Linked DNA regions of Canis lupus: region 2 is linked to region 1. The links are chromatin contacts, called in public Hi-C maps. All regions are on one chromosome and are shown on one strand. Each heading gives the region's core, a stretch centred on a gene start, on an enhancer-like site or on the middle of the called end of the contact. The rest is flanking DNA. Distances are from core to core; before and after follow the strand shown.

Region 1 (7,266 bases), core at 3,828-6,327:
ATGAACATACTTTAAAGAATCAAGAAGTTCTACAAGACATTCAACATAAGCAGGGATCCCTTTCTACCTCTCCGCCATTTGTCCCCACTCAGATCCACCATTTCCAGCTCCAGGTATATGTCTGTGTCTCTCAGTGACATGCCAGTACAGTACTATTCTTTCTTATTTCTTTTAGTTTGTGGTTTCAGGTCATGACTTCCCACTATCAGAAACGAAGATTAATGTGTTTTCATATCCTTATTCTTTTAATATAACATTATAATTTTGGTTAGGACAATATTCAATTTTTGATTTATTTTAACTATGACCACTCTAATTTAATAATGATCATTTTTCCTTTCCTGAAAGATACAACTGTTTTTATTTCTTCGTTTAATAGTTGTCTTCTTTTCTTTGCTGAATTTCCTAAGGCATTAGAAATTCATTATCCAAATTCTCCCCTAGTTCTCTAAATCTTTCATGAATATATTCAAGGCTTTAAACATTTTATATTCTGGAAGAAATAACCTCCTGGAGGTTCGGATCTGCTTCAGTCTGAAGTGGTTGCTCTTTATGCTAAGTGCAAGCTGTCATACTTTCATTTAGGGAGTGTTCCAAGTCTTTGTTGCTTATGTTGGAGACTTTTCTGAAGCTCATGCCTGCCTCTCCCTTGGTTTACTTCCTAGTTTCAGTGGAGCGCTTTCTCTGGAGGTTTTCCGAAAAAGGATAGATGGAAGCAAATTTTTTGAGATCTTGATCACATGAAAATATTTTTATTCTATCCTCATACTTGATTTGGCTGGGTATAGAATATCAAGTTGGAAATAATTTTCTTTCAACAATTTGAAGACATCAATCAACTGTGCTCTAGATTCCAAGGTTGTTGTTGAGAAGTCATAAAGATTTCTAACCCTCTGTAGGTGGCTCATTTAATTTTCTCTCTGGAAATTCTTCTTTTTGCTCCAAGGGTTGTAACATCTCTCAATGATATATCTTATTGTGTCCTGTGTTCCCAACTGTTCTAGACACTTGATAGGCTTTCATTCTGAAACTCATGTCTGCTACTTTTAAGATATTTTCTTAAATTTGTTTGTTTAATGGTTTCTTGTACATTGTTTTCCAAAATTATTGAGATGTTGGACATACTGGATTGTCCTCTGGTTTTATTAATTTATGTCTCATATTTTCCTTCTCTTTGAATATTACCTCTACTTTCTGGAAGACTTTAAAGTTAAATCTTCCAATCTTTCTATCAAGTTTCTGAGAAATTCCTCAGTAATCTTCCAAGCTTGGAGGTATACTGAATTAGAATATTCAAAGTCTTTATTTAGAAGGAGGATATTTAGACTGATAAGAATAAGGAATTAGTATCAATTTTGTCAACTATGTTAGATTTGGAACAGAGAAAGAGAAAACGATTGCATTGTTCACTTGGCTTTCATAGCAAGGACAGTGAGTCCTGTGACTTGAGCACAAAGAAAACAGAAACACAAACAAACCACACAAATATCAACAAGAAAGCAAGTCAATATTATTATAGACAAAGTTCAAAGTAACAAACAACAAAAAAAAACCCATCTACATAAAATAAAAAACATTTCACATAGATAAGAGGTTGTATCCTAAAACTAAAATATAGTGTCAATGATTAATTTAAAATTACATTATTTTTCATTATAAAGTAATGTAATAAATGAACTAGCCATTGTTTCCCTAATTTCAATTATTGCATAACACCTTTATAATATATTTAATATTTTGTTTCAAATTGATGTATATTTTATTTAAATAAAAATGTAACTTTATACTATGGCTGCAAATGGAAAATCAATTTCATTGATGAAAAGAAGGGAAACATATAAATTGTAGCTGAGGGGCACCTGGGTGGCTGAGTCAGTTAAGTGTCCGACTCTTGGTTTTGGCTTAGGTTATGATCTCAGGGTTGTGGGACTGAGTCCTATATTGGGCTCCATGCTGAGTGCAGAGTCTCCTTGAGATTCTCTCTCTATCCTTTCTCTCTCTCCCTGCTCCTCCTCTGCTTATAGGCTCATGCAATCTCTCTCTTTAAATAAATAAGTAAAACCTTTAATAAAAAAAAAAGAAAAAAGAAATTGTAGCTAAATTCTATACCTACAAATTAAATTTCACCAAAGACTTTCCCTCTACTTTTACAAAAGGATATTAACAAGTGTTCGAGAAGTATAAAATATACACTTGCACCAAAAAAAAAAAAGACTCTTTCTTACTAAATGGGTAGGGCTAGAAGAAAATTAAAAAATAGGATAATAATCAATATTAATTAATGTTGCATTCCTGGCCCACCTACAATCACCAAGGTACCAAGAATGGTATATATCCCACACTTACAGAAACTCTGAACTAGATTTCAAGTCAGGAAATTGGGAAACACACCCATATATATGAACAAAATGAATGAAATGAAAATAACAAGATATGAACCAAAGAAGCACATTAAAAAAAAGTTGATATATGAAGCCATAATTCCATTTCTCAAAAATTCAAATTGTCATTGGAAGAGGAGCTGAGCTCCTTCCCCAAAAAACTCCCAAGTGATGATTGCCTTTTCTCTACTCTGAGAAATAAGCTTACTAGAAGTCATAGGAAATTTAAAAAGTATCTAGAACAACCAGTTACCTTTTTAAAATTATTTTTAAGAGTTCAATAAAACCAATATGCAATATTTCCAGGGATTAAGAGGAACAGCTGGGATCCCTGGGTGGCACAGCGGTTTGGTGCCTGCCTTTGGCCCAGGGCGTGCTCCTGGAGACCCGGGATCGAATCCCACGTCGGGCTCCCAGTGCATGGAGCCTGCTTCTCCTCTGCCTGTGTCTCTGCCTCTCTCTCTCTCTCTCTGTGACTATCATAAATAAATAAAAATTAAAAAAAATAATAAAAAAGAGAAAATTTTCTGGATTGTAACACATATCAATAGGTGTTTATTGAAAGGGATTACAATAGACCATTTATTTAAAGTCTAGCAATTTGGATTTAAAAACATTAAACTGTGGTGAAAACAGGAGATATGCTCAAAGTAAAAATGAAAGAAAACTATCCAAAATAAAACGAGAAACATACATCAAGCAGATAATAACTAGGTGGCATAGAAATATCATTATTGATAAAAGAGGTTAAAATAATAAGCAACGATAGGAGTACAGAGTGATGTCACTCCAGGAAGTGATGTCACTTCATGACCCATGAAGAAACCATAAACTTACGTTCACTGAGCATTGTGTATAACAGCAAAAAATACTCTTGAGAAATTGTATAAATAAAATGTTTAATATTTATGCGACAGAATACTCAGTAAAAATTTTTTTAAAGAAAGTGTGCTAAATTGGGGATCCCTGGGTGGCTCAGCGGTTTAGTGCCTGCCTTTGGCCCAGGGTGTGATCCTGGAGACCTGGGATTGAGTCCTGCATCCGGCTCCCTGCATGGAGCCTGCTTCTTCCTCTGCCTGTCTCTCTCTCTCTCTCTCTCTCTCTGTGTCTATCATGAATAAATAAATAAAATCTTAAAAAAAAAAGAAAAAAGAAAATGTGCTAAATTCATGTGATAGGAATACTATTAAGTTAAAAAGATCATGGATAGATCTCAAAAACAGTTCGGTTATAGAAGAGCAAAACTTTAAATTTTTAAAACCATCGTTTTTGCAGATCAATATGCAAAGCAAAAAATACACAGGTGAACCGAAAGGATATGTAGCAAGATAATGATAGTTTCTGGGATGATGGGAAGAAAATGCCTCTCCAGTATCAGTAATTTGTTCTCTCTTTTCTTTTACAAGGGATGTGGAGCAAAGCATCAAAATGTTAGCATTTCCTAGGAAGTGATAGTGATCGTTAGTAAATGTTCCTGTAGTTTCTGTCAAACTGATGACAACACCAGTACTACTATCTTCACCCTAAACTTTGTATTGTTTGCCTGTTAATGGTGGGACACCTAAGTATGTGGGAATAGGTGGTTCACTGGTTCCTAAACCCACTGTGTTATCTTTTGCTTCTGGATTTCTTTTATTCTGACGCTCTAACTTCTACATAGCTGCGGGGCTCACCTTTTCATCACGTATTCTGGTAATTTCTAAATCATTGGTTGACAAAGATATGAAGAGTTCAGGTGAGGCCTTGGGAGTTCTGATTGTAGTTCAACGATCATGCTTACTCATTCAATTCTTCATATTTTAAATATAGGAGTGAAATTCATAAGCCACAAATAACATAAGCAGCGTTACCCAGAGGGTTGACTAACTCTCCTAAGTCCTGGACGTTGGACTCCTGGACATCATCCAATGGTTCCCTTTCATGGTCAACTGCCATCTGGTTTCAAGCTATGGACAGGAGAAGAAGAGATAAACTGTGTTTCAGATGCAATTTAGTATCAGCTCGTGCTTTTCTGTCATACCTATCCTACTAAAACAATAGGCCTTTGATGTGAATATGTAAATATTACCAATGCAAAAAAAAAAAAATCTTGGAGAACATAAATGTAAATAACAAAAATTCCTCAATCACCTATAATTATGGACATCTTCCTCACTAACCCTTTAAACACTTCTTGAGCGCGCCCGTTTAGAAGAGAAAGCAAATTGCAGAGACCTCAGAATGACTTTCTTAGGTGTCGGGCATCATGGGCAATTATTGGACTGTCTCTGCTTTGCTTCGATTTCCACAATTTCTGAATGGAAGATGTAATCTGGAAGAAGCCTTTAAAAGAGTCCAACACGGAATGAGTGATTCCGTGATACATGAACGCTCCTTTCTAGGATAGGTCCTTGACCAAGCCCTGATTCAGTCTCGTTCATCCGCTAACGTTCCCGCCCTCCCGCCTCCCGCGGCATCCCGGCGTCCGACTCTGCGGAAGAACCTCCCTCCCCAGAATGCCCTTCGCACTAGTTTCCCATGAATCCCAGGGCTTCCAGGCTCCGCTCTACGACAGGGAAGTTAAGCCCGCCCTCCTCACTCCTTACTGGCCATTCACGATTGGTCCCGCCCCACCCCCGGGTTTGAGGCTGTTGATTGGATAAGAGCGAGGCGCCGTGGGAGGGACGGGTTCTGACAGCCCGCGCGGAGGGGGCGTGGCCTCAACCCCCCCCAAATTCTACCCAGGCTCCCGCTGCACCATGTATCGCGCTGTGCGGCTCCTCGCGCGCTCGCGTCGCCTGGTGCGGGCTCCAGGCTCAGCCTCCGCCCCCGGCCTCGGAGAGGCGGCCGTGCTTCTGCTGCGGCCCCCGGACGCCGCTCGAATGGTGAGCGCGGGCCGCCAGAGCCCCGGCCTCCCGGCGGTGACCTTCAGTCCTGCGCTCGCCGGCCGGCGGGGCGGGCGGGACGGGTTCCCGGGGCGTCCCGGCGGAGGGCGGGCTTCCGGGCCACGCGGCGCCGCCTCCGCCCCGAGCGAGCTCCGGGGGGCCGGGGCCGTCCGGGCGAGGAGGCGGGCCGCAGCCGCGCCTTGTGCTGCACCCCTGCGGGTGCGGCGGCCCCCACCCTGACGCCCCCCACCTGGCGCCGCCCTGGGGTCCGTGCGGGGGGGGGGGGGGCGAGGACCGCTGCAGCCCCTGCCCCTTAGCAGGCCGGGTGCAGCCGGCCGTCCTCCGACCTGCAGCTTCTCTTCACCCGGGTGCGGCGAGCTGCTCTCGGGCCTCCGGGCGGGGCGGGCTGGAAGTTCTTAGGAGCTTAAAAGACTGCTTTTCGTGAAATTGCATTTCGTCCGTTAGGCTGACTGTGGTTTCCCCCCCCCTTTTGTAAAACTTGGAACGTGTAGGCGGGGGACATTGGATAGGATGTGGCTGTAGCTAAATCAGTACTTTGTATTCGGAAAGGCCTAAGGAATTTCAAAGTCCAGTTCGAGTCTTTTGGCTCTTTACCGAGCGTCGCCTTCAGTAACTTGGGCTTTTAACGAGCATTTTCAACACTTAACGCACGCACGCGTGTTGTTAGGAAGAGTTTGGAAAATAAACGATAGTTGAGGAAAAGTGAACAGTTCTGCACAGACCACTGGGCTGTCGTGTGGGCTTTGCAGTCAGAGATGGGGTTTCAAATCCTACTCACGGTTGGGATTTGGGGCAACTTGTCTTTGTGACTCGGTTTCCACATGTAAAATGCAAATGAGAACAGGCCCTCAGCAGGATTGCTCCTGCGAAAGTACTTTGTGATTGCCAAGTAGTGAGCGCTCATTAATGCCTCCATCTAGTGTATTTCAAAGGCTCAAGTTATTTCTGAACTATAAGTAAACTTCAAGATAATTTCATGGCATGACTATGCCGACACTACAAAACGAGGGGTACTTGATGCTCATGCAGTGCCCTTCTGTAATAGTTTTAGTGCATGTTAGAGCCTTTTAAAAATTTATGTTTTTTTTTTTCTTTCTTTTTTTTTTTTACTAATTTAGTGCTTTGTGAAAGGGAATCGGAGACTGGGGAATCTGCCCTGCTCTAAATGTTCAAAAAAAAAGAGCACTACCTTGCTTTTCCTGTTGTGGTGTTAGCTAAGATCAAATGAAAATAGATTTTTTCCCCCCTAATTCTAAATATATCTTCTGCTATCTAAGCTCAGCTCCAAAATCTTTGTGTTGACTTTATTAAAAGTTTTTCTTATTGCTACTATTGAGAATTTACATGACCCTAAATGCCCTAAGTTACCTTTTATCTAACAAATGTTTATCTAACAGGAAGATAACATATTTATTGAATGCTTTCTAAGTATTGGGTGGGCCAGCTGAAAAAGTAACTACGGGAAAGAGTTTAGAGGCTAGGAGGGTGGGGGAGGGTGGAGATTAAATAAGCAAACAGATGATGCACAGTTAGTTACAATATGATAAAAAGGATCCAGGAGAAATAGTGCAGTTGAGAGTGAGAAACTAATGGAGAACAGCTGTAATAGTGTAGCTATGATACTGCCTTGCTAGCATGGCAGATAGGGAAGCCCTACATCTTTTAAATTCACTTTTCTTTATTTCCTTAATGATGCGCAGGTGGCTCTAAAGTCTGGAAATCTAGATGATATTCTATTTTGCAGTGTAATATCAATAAAACATTTATTATATATTTGTCAGTACTGGAAGACTTGATGGTCACCCTACACTTTAAGACCAGACTTTTACAGAAAGAAACTGAAAACCTGAACACAATGATGTCATATTTTGGATTTTTATCTCTTGAGGTAGTCCTTTTATGTGAGAAATGATTTGGATCTTCTTAAGCACTGAAATATTCTTTTAACCCACTTTAAACTGAGAATCTGAAAGGCATCTTATTTTTTTAGGAGATGCCAT
Region 2 (7,606 bases), core at 3,087-5,586, 310 kb before region 1:
TAATATCAGATAGAACAGACTTTAGGGGGAAAAAAAGCCTAACTAGAGGCTAAAAGAGTCATTATATATTGTTTCAGTTTAACCACAAAAATGTAATCAATTCTAAACTTGAATGTAACCAATAAAACCGCTTCAAAATAAAACAAAAAGTGGACAGAACTATAAGGTAAATGACAAATCCAACATCATACTTTTCTCCATGACTTATGAATTAAATAGACACAAATAAAAAAAACAGATGGAAAACAAAACAGTAAAGATACATATTTGAGCACCATAATAACTTACCGGACAGATTTACAATCTTCCTCTTAATAATTGGAGAATACAAATTCCTTTCTAGCACACATGGAACATTTAAAGAAACTTGGTCAATACTAGGCTATAAAGCAAGCCTCAACAAATTAAAATTTAAGAAAATTCGTATACAGACTATAATATCAGATCTTAATGCAATTAAATTAGAGTGAATAGAGAATCAACTTACTCTCTTCTAGACTTTTCCACTTCCTTCTTAGAAGGTAAAGTACAGCCATCAAAAATGAGAACAGGCTTGATCCCATGAGAGAGTAACATATTTACAAATTTCATACAAAATCCTACATACCTATGAAAATATAGAAACATGCATTAAGGTGTGTGGCATCTTGTAAGGTAATAACTCTCACTCTTTTTTAAAACCAGGTAAGACAGATTATGAAAAGAGAAGGTTTTTACCATGTAAAAAATAGGAGAAAGCAAATATAAAATCATAATAAATCTTACAGCAAATTCACATATTTTTTTTAACCTGACAGAACACAAACATCAGACACCTGAAGCACAAATCTTTTCAGGTCAGCATATTAGATCTTGAGCCTTACAATGGTCATAAAGGCTTATCATAACACTTTTCCAAATTTTCTGACCTTTTCTGATTAATAACCCCACCCAAAGGTGGATAAGAAAAGAAAAATAAACTCTATCAAATGTGACTTTTTAGTTGCTGTGAGGGAAAAAAAATTTTCAAGTCCATAATATGTCTTTGAAAGTTCTGAAACTTTTTAGTTCAATAAATTACTACATGGCAGGTCTGTGGAGTTCATCACTGACATCTCTAATAAAGGATATTTTCTGCATTATTTTTAAAGATTTTATTTATTCATGAGAGACAGAAAGAGAGAGAGGCAGAGACACAGGCAGAGGGAGAAGCAGGCCCCATGCAGGGAGCTCAACGTGCGATTCGATCATGCCCAGGTCTCCAGGATCATGCCCTGGGCTGAAGGCAGCGCTAAACCGCTGAGCCACCGGGGCTGCCCTATTTTTTGTATTTTGGACGACTCTTCCAATTAGTCGAAAATCTCAGAATCCTCAAGAATTGCAAAAACTAGAGAAATTTCTTCCCCTGTGAAGAACTATTCAAAGAAACATTGAAGATAGAATGAAAAACTTGTAGTCTTTAACTACAATTACAACTCTTCAAATTCAGTGGCAGGAAAGAAATGGCCTTCAAAAAAAAAAAAAAAAAAAAAAAAAATTCCCAGCAGATGCAGTGGTAGCAGTGTCCCAGTTTCCCAGTTCCTTCAGATCCCACACATACTATATTCGAGGTCACTTTTGATCACATTAACTTCATAAGACTGAAAGCCCAAAATTTTCACCATTCAATACTTTCCCCCTTTCCTCCAGGAAACAAACAGCATTAACACATTTTACCCATTGTTCATTGTGATTAACCAAGTCATATCAAGATCCAGGTGTCTTCCCTCTAGGACATAAATTACATATTGCAAAAAAGAAAATTCATTAATGGTGATCAAGTCACTCTGGAAAATCTCCATTCTGAAATTATACTTGTTTCTTTTTGTAATGTTTCCATGTAAAAAATAGAGAAGATATTAGTCCATTGAACACGTCTCCAATGAGGTTGCAGTTATGACTGGATATCAGCAAGGCCCACCACTCTGGGCCCCAAGTAAAGTAAACAGTAGTCAGAACACCTTGTCCCTTTGAAGCAACTGCTTTGTTCCGCAAACAGGGCTCAGCAGTGTGTTGTCTGTACCCAAGAACGTGGGAGTCTAAAATGGATTTTCAGAACGCAGTTAAAAAGTTTTTTAGGTAAAGAATAAAGGACACAGTCTTTGGTTTTTGTCTCCTGGTGCCTTGATACTACATCACAGAATGAAGTCTTTTCCTGATTTGGCAGTGTTCTCAGTCTCACTTCTTGGTAAACCTGGCATTGAATGAAAATGATCCCTTTCTGGAAAAAAAGGCAATACAAGTCTGATTCTCAGTTGGCAAAGAATTAATACAAGGTCCAAACTTACTTGTCAGTAGGTTCACCTCTGGCTAGTTTTTCAGCACAAGCAATAGCTCCTTTGTGAAGCCAGCAATATGTATCCACAGCTACTACCTGTCCTTTATACTTCCGCACGTGGATGGGCTCAGAAGCTTCTTTGATAAATTGCAGTAATCCATGTATTCCCATACTGCCAAGTTAACTATGTGACGTGAGAGGAGAAAGGAAAAACAGCAATATTTAGGAACAAAATATATTTACCCAAAAGGTTTAGAAAAGTAAGAAACAGAGCCTGGAAATGGGTATAGCAACTGTTATTGCTTAGATATTTGAGAATCCCTGCTCTTTACTACTTTAACCGGGCTCCTCCTTGCCAAGAATTCCCAGTCTGGAATATTTATGCTAATCACTAATTCTGCCACTTGACAATTCCTTAACGTTTATTCTTTCCAAAGTGCTTTCCCACCTGGAACCATAATGTGTGTTCCAAGCCGTTAACACACTACTATGCACACAGGAAGTGCTAAAGGAACATGAATGTCTAGCTCTCCAAAAAGGCATTGTTAGATCTACCCTCTTCCATTTAGGAAGAAGTCCCTAAGTTCCTCCTATACAGAAATTCTGAAGCTGGCTCAGACCTTTCTGAAGCAACTACAATTGACTCTTGAACAAGGAGGGTGGGGAGGGGTATTTGCTCTCACCCCTACCCAGTCGAAAATCCACATATTTTTGACTCTCCCAAAACTTAACTACTAATAGCCTACTGCTGAGAAGACTTACCAATCACATAAATTCAGTTAAGACATATTTTGTATATGTATTATATACTGCATTCTCAAAGTAAGCTAGAGAGAAGAAAACTGTATTAAGAAAACCACCAGGAAAATACATTTACAGTACTGTACTGCATTGATGGGAAAAAAAAAAAAAAATCCACCTAACAGTGAACTCTCACAGTTCTGATCCCAGTTGTTCAAGGGTCAGCTGTAGCACTCACCCCCACTCCTCAAGATAAAAGGGAAAAGCAATGGGGCCCAACAGCTGTTGGGCATTTCATGATATAGACCTCTTCCAGCAGACGTTAAGTTTGGGGGGCACGTCAGAAAGAACAGGTCAGAAGTCAGCCTCACCTTGATACAGTATCAAAGCTCTGAGCTCTGGGTCAGCGGTGCAGTCGCCAGTTGTGGAGCCCGGTGGAGGATTCGGACTCTTAAATACGGCAGGTAATTTGGATGCCCGCGTTACCCGAGCCACGGTTTGGGAATAACAATCAGCCTCCTACCTCTCCGACAACGCCTCTAAAAAGAGTTTTCTTCCCCTTTGAGGGAAACCGATGTAGTACACGTTTAGGAGACGCGTATGTCTCTTCTAAGCTAAGTAAACGCGCCCGCATAGACGTCTCCTCTTCTGCGCAGAATGAATGGGCCGGCGCCAGCGCTGGGCGGGCATCATGTCAGTGCGCCCACTGGCCGCACGGGAGCTGCAAGCACACGCGGCCTCACCGCTTCGCTCCGGTCCCCGGCTGTGCACGGGTGGTCCGCAAGCCCGTCCCTGGAGACACGCTTTTTTCCCGCCTGCACATCAAGAAGAAAATTCACTGTCCTTCAAGACTCGGGAGGCTGCTGTGAAAACCGGGCTGCTAGCCGGGGCGGGAGCCCGCGCACCGGCGACCCCCTCCCCTGCACCCAGCGCAGCCCAGCCCGGCCTGCTGAGCGATCAGCGCTCGGGACTCGGCGGCCGCGCGGCTCAGAGACGCGGCCCGACACCCTCCTCCCGGTCCCGGACCACCCGAGTCCCGAGAGGACGCCGCCCTGGGCCCACACACAGCCCGCTCCGCTCCCTCCCCGGGAAGGGCTCTCCCCATCCGCCCCAGAGCAGGCGGCCGGGGGGAAGCTCCGAAACCTGCCCCCGACGCCCCCAACTCACCTGGCCCGGCGCACCCGAGGCAGAACACCGGGAGCCGGGGAGCTGCGCGCACCGAGGACTTTTTAATTTGCGCGGGAGCCTGAGGTCCCGCCCCAGCGGAAGTGACGCCAGAGCGCTCCTCGGCGACGCCGGCTCGGCTGCTCGCGGCCTCCGCTTCCGGACCTGGGCGCCGCTCCTCGCGGGACCCCCGGCTGCCGCGGCCTGCGACCCCTTCTGGCGGGCGGGGCGGGGTGTGGGGGGGCCCGGCCTTCCGGACCTGCCGGCATACTGTGCGGCCTTCCGAAGGCGCGGGCGGACCTGGAGCAGCTGGCCCACAGGAAACGGTTCCCAGAAGTCGGTAGTTTCGCTCCCGCGGGGGCTGCTGGGAGTTGTAGTTCCCCGCCGATCGCCGGCCTCAGGTCCGGGCTGCGGCGGCTTTAGGAGCGCCCTCGCGTGTTTGCGTGGGGTTTTTTAACACCCGAAAGATCGCTGCTGCAAGTTCGTCCCTTAGTCACTGCGAGGGGCAGTTGACCCCAAGGCTCTTCCTCGCGGCGGGCTCCAGGGAAATAGAAGAGGCGTCGAGTTCTATACCCACGGGACGCGTCCTGTAGCCCTAGCGCGGGGAGAGAGGAGCGGCTGGTATTGCACTGGGAAGGGACAGCCGCTCCGGGACCGCACTCACCCCCAGGGCCGTGGGCCCTGCTCTTATGGGGCCTCATATTTGGCTTATAAACGCTTGAGCAAGACTAACGCAGTTTCTCACAGCTCAAGGCACATCCCCTTTAAAGTGCCGCCTGAGCAGCCGCAGGGCTGCGACAATTACCGGTGTGTTCCAGCCACCGTCCGATGGCAGGAGGTCCGATGGCAGGAGGTCCGATGGCGGGAGGTCCGATGGCAGGGGTCCGATGGCAGGGTGACTGATGGCAGGAGGTCCGATGGCAGGAGGTCCGATGGCAGGGGTCCGATGGCAGGAGGTCCGATGGCAGGGGTCCGATGGCAGGAGGTCCGATGGCAGGACGTCCGATGGCAGGAGGTCCGATGGCAGGGTGACTGATGGCAGGAGGTCCGATGGCAGGAGGTCCGATGGCAGGGGTCCGATGGCAGGAGGTCCGATGGCAGGAGATCCGATGGCAGGGGTCCGATGGCAGGGGTCCGATGGCGGGAGGTCCGATGGCGGGAGGTCCGATGGCGGGAGGTCCGATGGCGGGAGGTCCGATGGCAGGAGGTCCGATGGCAGGGGTCCGATGGCAGGAGGTCCGATGGCAGGAGGTCCGATGGCGGGAGGTCCGATGGCAGGGGTCCGATGGCAGGGTGACTGATGGCAGGAGGTCCGATGGCAGGAGGTCCGATGGCAGGGGTCCGATGGCAGGAGATCCGATGGCAGGGGTCCGATGGCAGGGGTCCGATGGCGGGAGGTCCGATGGCGGGAGGTCCGATGGCGGGAGGTCCGATGGCGGGAGGTCCGATGGCAGGAGGTCCGATGGCAGGGGTCCGATGGCAGGAGGTCCGATGGCAGGGTGACTGATGGCAGGAGGTCCGATGGCAGGAGGTCCGATGGCAGGGGTCCGATGGCAGGAGGTCCGATGGCAGGACGTCCGATGGCAGGAGGTCCGATGGCAGGGTGACTGATGGCAGGAGGTCCGATGGCAGGAGGTCCGATGGCAGGGGTCCGATGGCAGGGGTCCGATGGCGGGACGTCCGATGGCGGGAGGTCCGATGGCGGGAGGTCCGATGGTAGGGGTCCGATGGCGGGAGGTCCGATGGCGGGAGGTCCGATGGCGGGAGGTCCGATGGCAGGGGTCCGATGGCAGGAGGTCCGATGGCAGGGTGACTGATGGCAGGAGGTCCGATGGCAGGAGGTCCGATGGCAGGGGTCCGATGGCAGGGGTCCGATGGCAGGAGGTCCGATGGCAGGGGTCCGATGGCAGGGGTCCGATGGCAGGACGTCCGATGGCAGGAGGTCCGATGGCAGGGTGACTGATGGCAGGAGGTCCGATGGCAGGAGGTCCGATGGCAGGGGTCCGATGGCAGGAGGTCCGATGGCAGGGGTCCGATGGCAGGAGGTCCGATGGCAGGACGTCCGATGGCAGGAGGTCCGATGGCAGGGTGACTGATGGCAGGAGGTCCGATGGCAGGAGGTCCGATGGCAGGGGTCCGATGGCAGGGGTCCGATGGCGGGACGTCCGATGGCGGGAGGTCCGATGGCGGGAGGTCCGATGGTAGGGGTCCGATGGCGGGAGGTCCGATGGCGGGAGGTCCGATGGCGGGAGGTCCGATGGCAGGGGTCCGATGGCAGGAGGTCCGATGGCAGGGTGACTGATGGCAGGAGGTCCGATGGCAGGAGGTCCGATGGCAGGGGTCCGATGGCAGGGGTCCGATGGCAGGAGGTCCGATGGCAGGGGTCCGATGGCAGGGGTCCGATGGCGGGACGTCCGATGGCGGGAGGTCCGATGGCGGGAGGTCCGATGGCGGGAGGTCCGATGGTAGGGGTCCGATGGCTGGAGGTCCGATGGCGGGAGGTCCGATGGCGGGAGGTCCGATGGCAGGGGTCCGATGGCAGGAGGTCCGATGGCAGGAGGTCCGATGGCAGGGGTCCGATGGCAGGAGGTCCGATGGCAGGGTGACTGATGGCAGGGGGTCCGATGGCAGGAGGTCCGATGGCAGGGGTCCGATGGCAGGGGTCCGATGGCGGGACGTCCGATGGCGGGAGGTCCGATGGCGGGAGGTCTGATGGCGGGAGGTCCGATGGTAGGGGTCCGATGGCTGGAGGTCCGATGGCGGGAGGTCCGATGGCAGGGGTCCGATGGCAGGAGGTCCGATGGCAGGAGGTCCGATGGCAGGGGTCCGATGGCAGGAGGTCCGATGGCAGGGTGACTGATGGCAGGGGGTCCGATGGCGGGAGGTCCGATGGCGGGAGGTCCGATGGCGGGAGGTCCGATGGCAGGGGTCCGATGGCAAGGGTCCGATGGCAGGGGTCCGATGGCAGGAGGTCCGATGGCAGGGGTCCGATGGCGGGACGTCCGATGGCGGGACGTCCGATGGCGGGAGGTCCGATGGTAGGGGTCCGATGGCTGGAGGTCCGATGGCGGGAGGTCCGATGGCGGGAGGTCCGATGGCAGGGGTCCGATGGCGGGAGGTCCGATGGCAGGAGGTCCGATGGCAGGGGTCCGATGGCAGGAGGTCCGATGGCAGGGTGACTGATGGCAGGGGGTCCGATGGCGGGAGGTCCGATGGCGGGAGGTCCGATGGCGGGAGGTCCGATGGCAGGGGTCCGATGGCAAGGGTCCGATGGCAGGAGGTCCGATGGCAGGAGGTCCGATGGCAGGGGTCCGATGGCAGGAGGTCCGATGGCAGAGGTCCGATGGCAGGGTGACTGATGGCAGGGGGTCCGATGGCAGGGGGTCCGATGGCAGGGTGACTGAT

What was found. A called contact is a pair of places that touch in the nucleus more often than the background predicts.
Region 2: a contact with region 1 is called in a Hi-C map of blood, with 2.1 times the contacts expected there. The contact joins the promoter of EXO1 here to the promoter of FH in region 1. A contact is called at or near these places in 2 of 9 Hi-C or Micro-C datasets (both in blood).

Annotation. Positions count from the first base shown.
Region 1 is chr7:32,859,047-32,866,312 of UU_Cfam_GSD_1.0, reverse strand. It overlaps FH (fumarate hydratase, mitochondrial), which reads left to right and starts at 5,077. Exons shown (of 10, transcript XM_038542675.1): 1 at 5,077-5,245. The coding sequence starts at 5,120. It overlaps LOC106559037 (a long non-coding RNA gene), which reads right to left and starts at 5,284. Exons shown (of 3, transcript XR_005362175.1): 1 at 4,596-5,284; 2 at 4,232-4,327.
Region 2 is chr7:33,169,087-33,176,692 of UU_Cfam_GSD_1.0, reverse strand. It overlaps EXO1 (exonuclease 1), which reads right to left and starts at 4,336. Exons shown (of 14, transcript XM_038542688.1): 1 at 4,205-4,336; 2 at 3,409-3,852; 3 at 2,307-2,480; 4 at 488-607. The coding sequence starts at 2,467.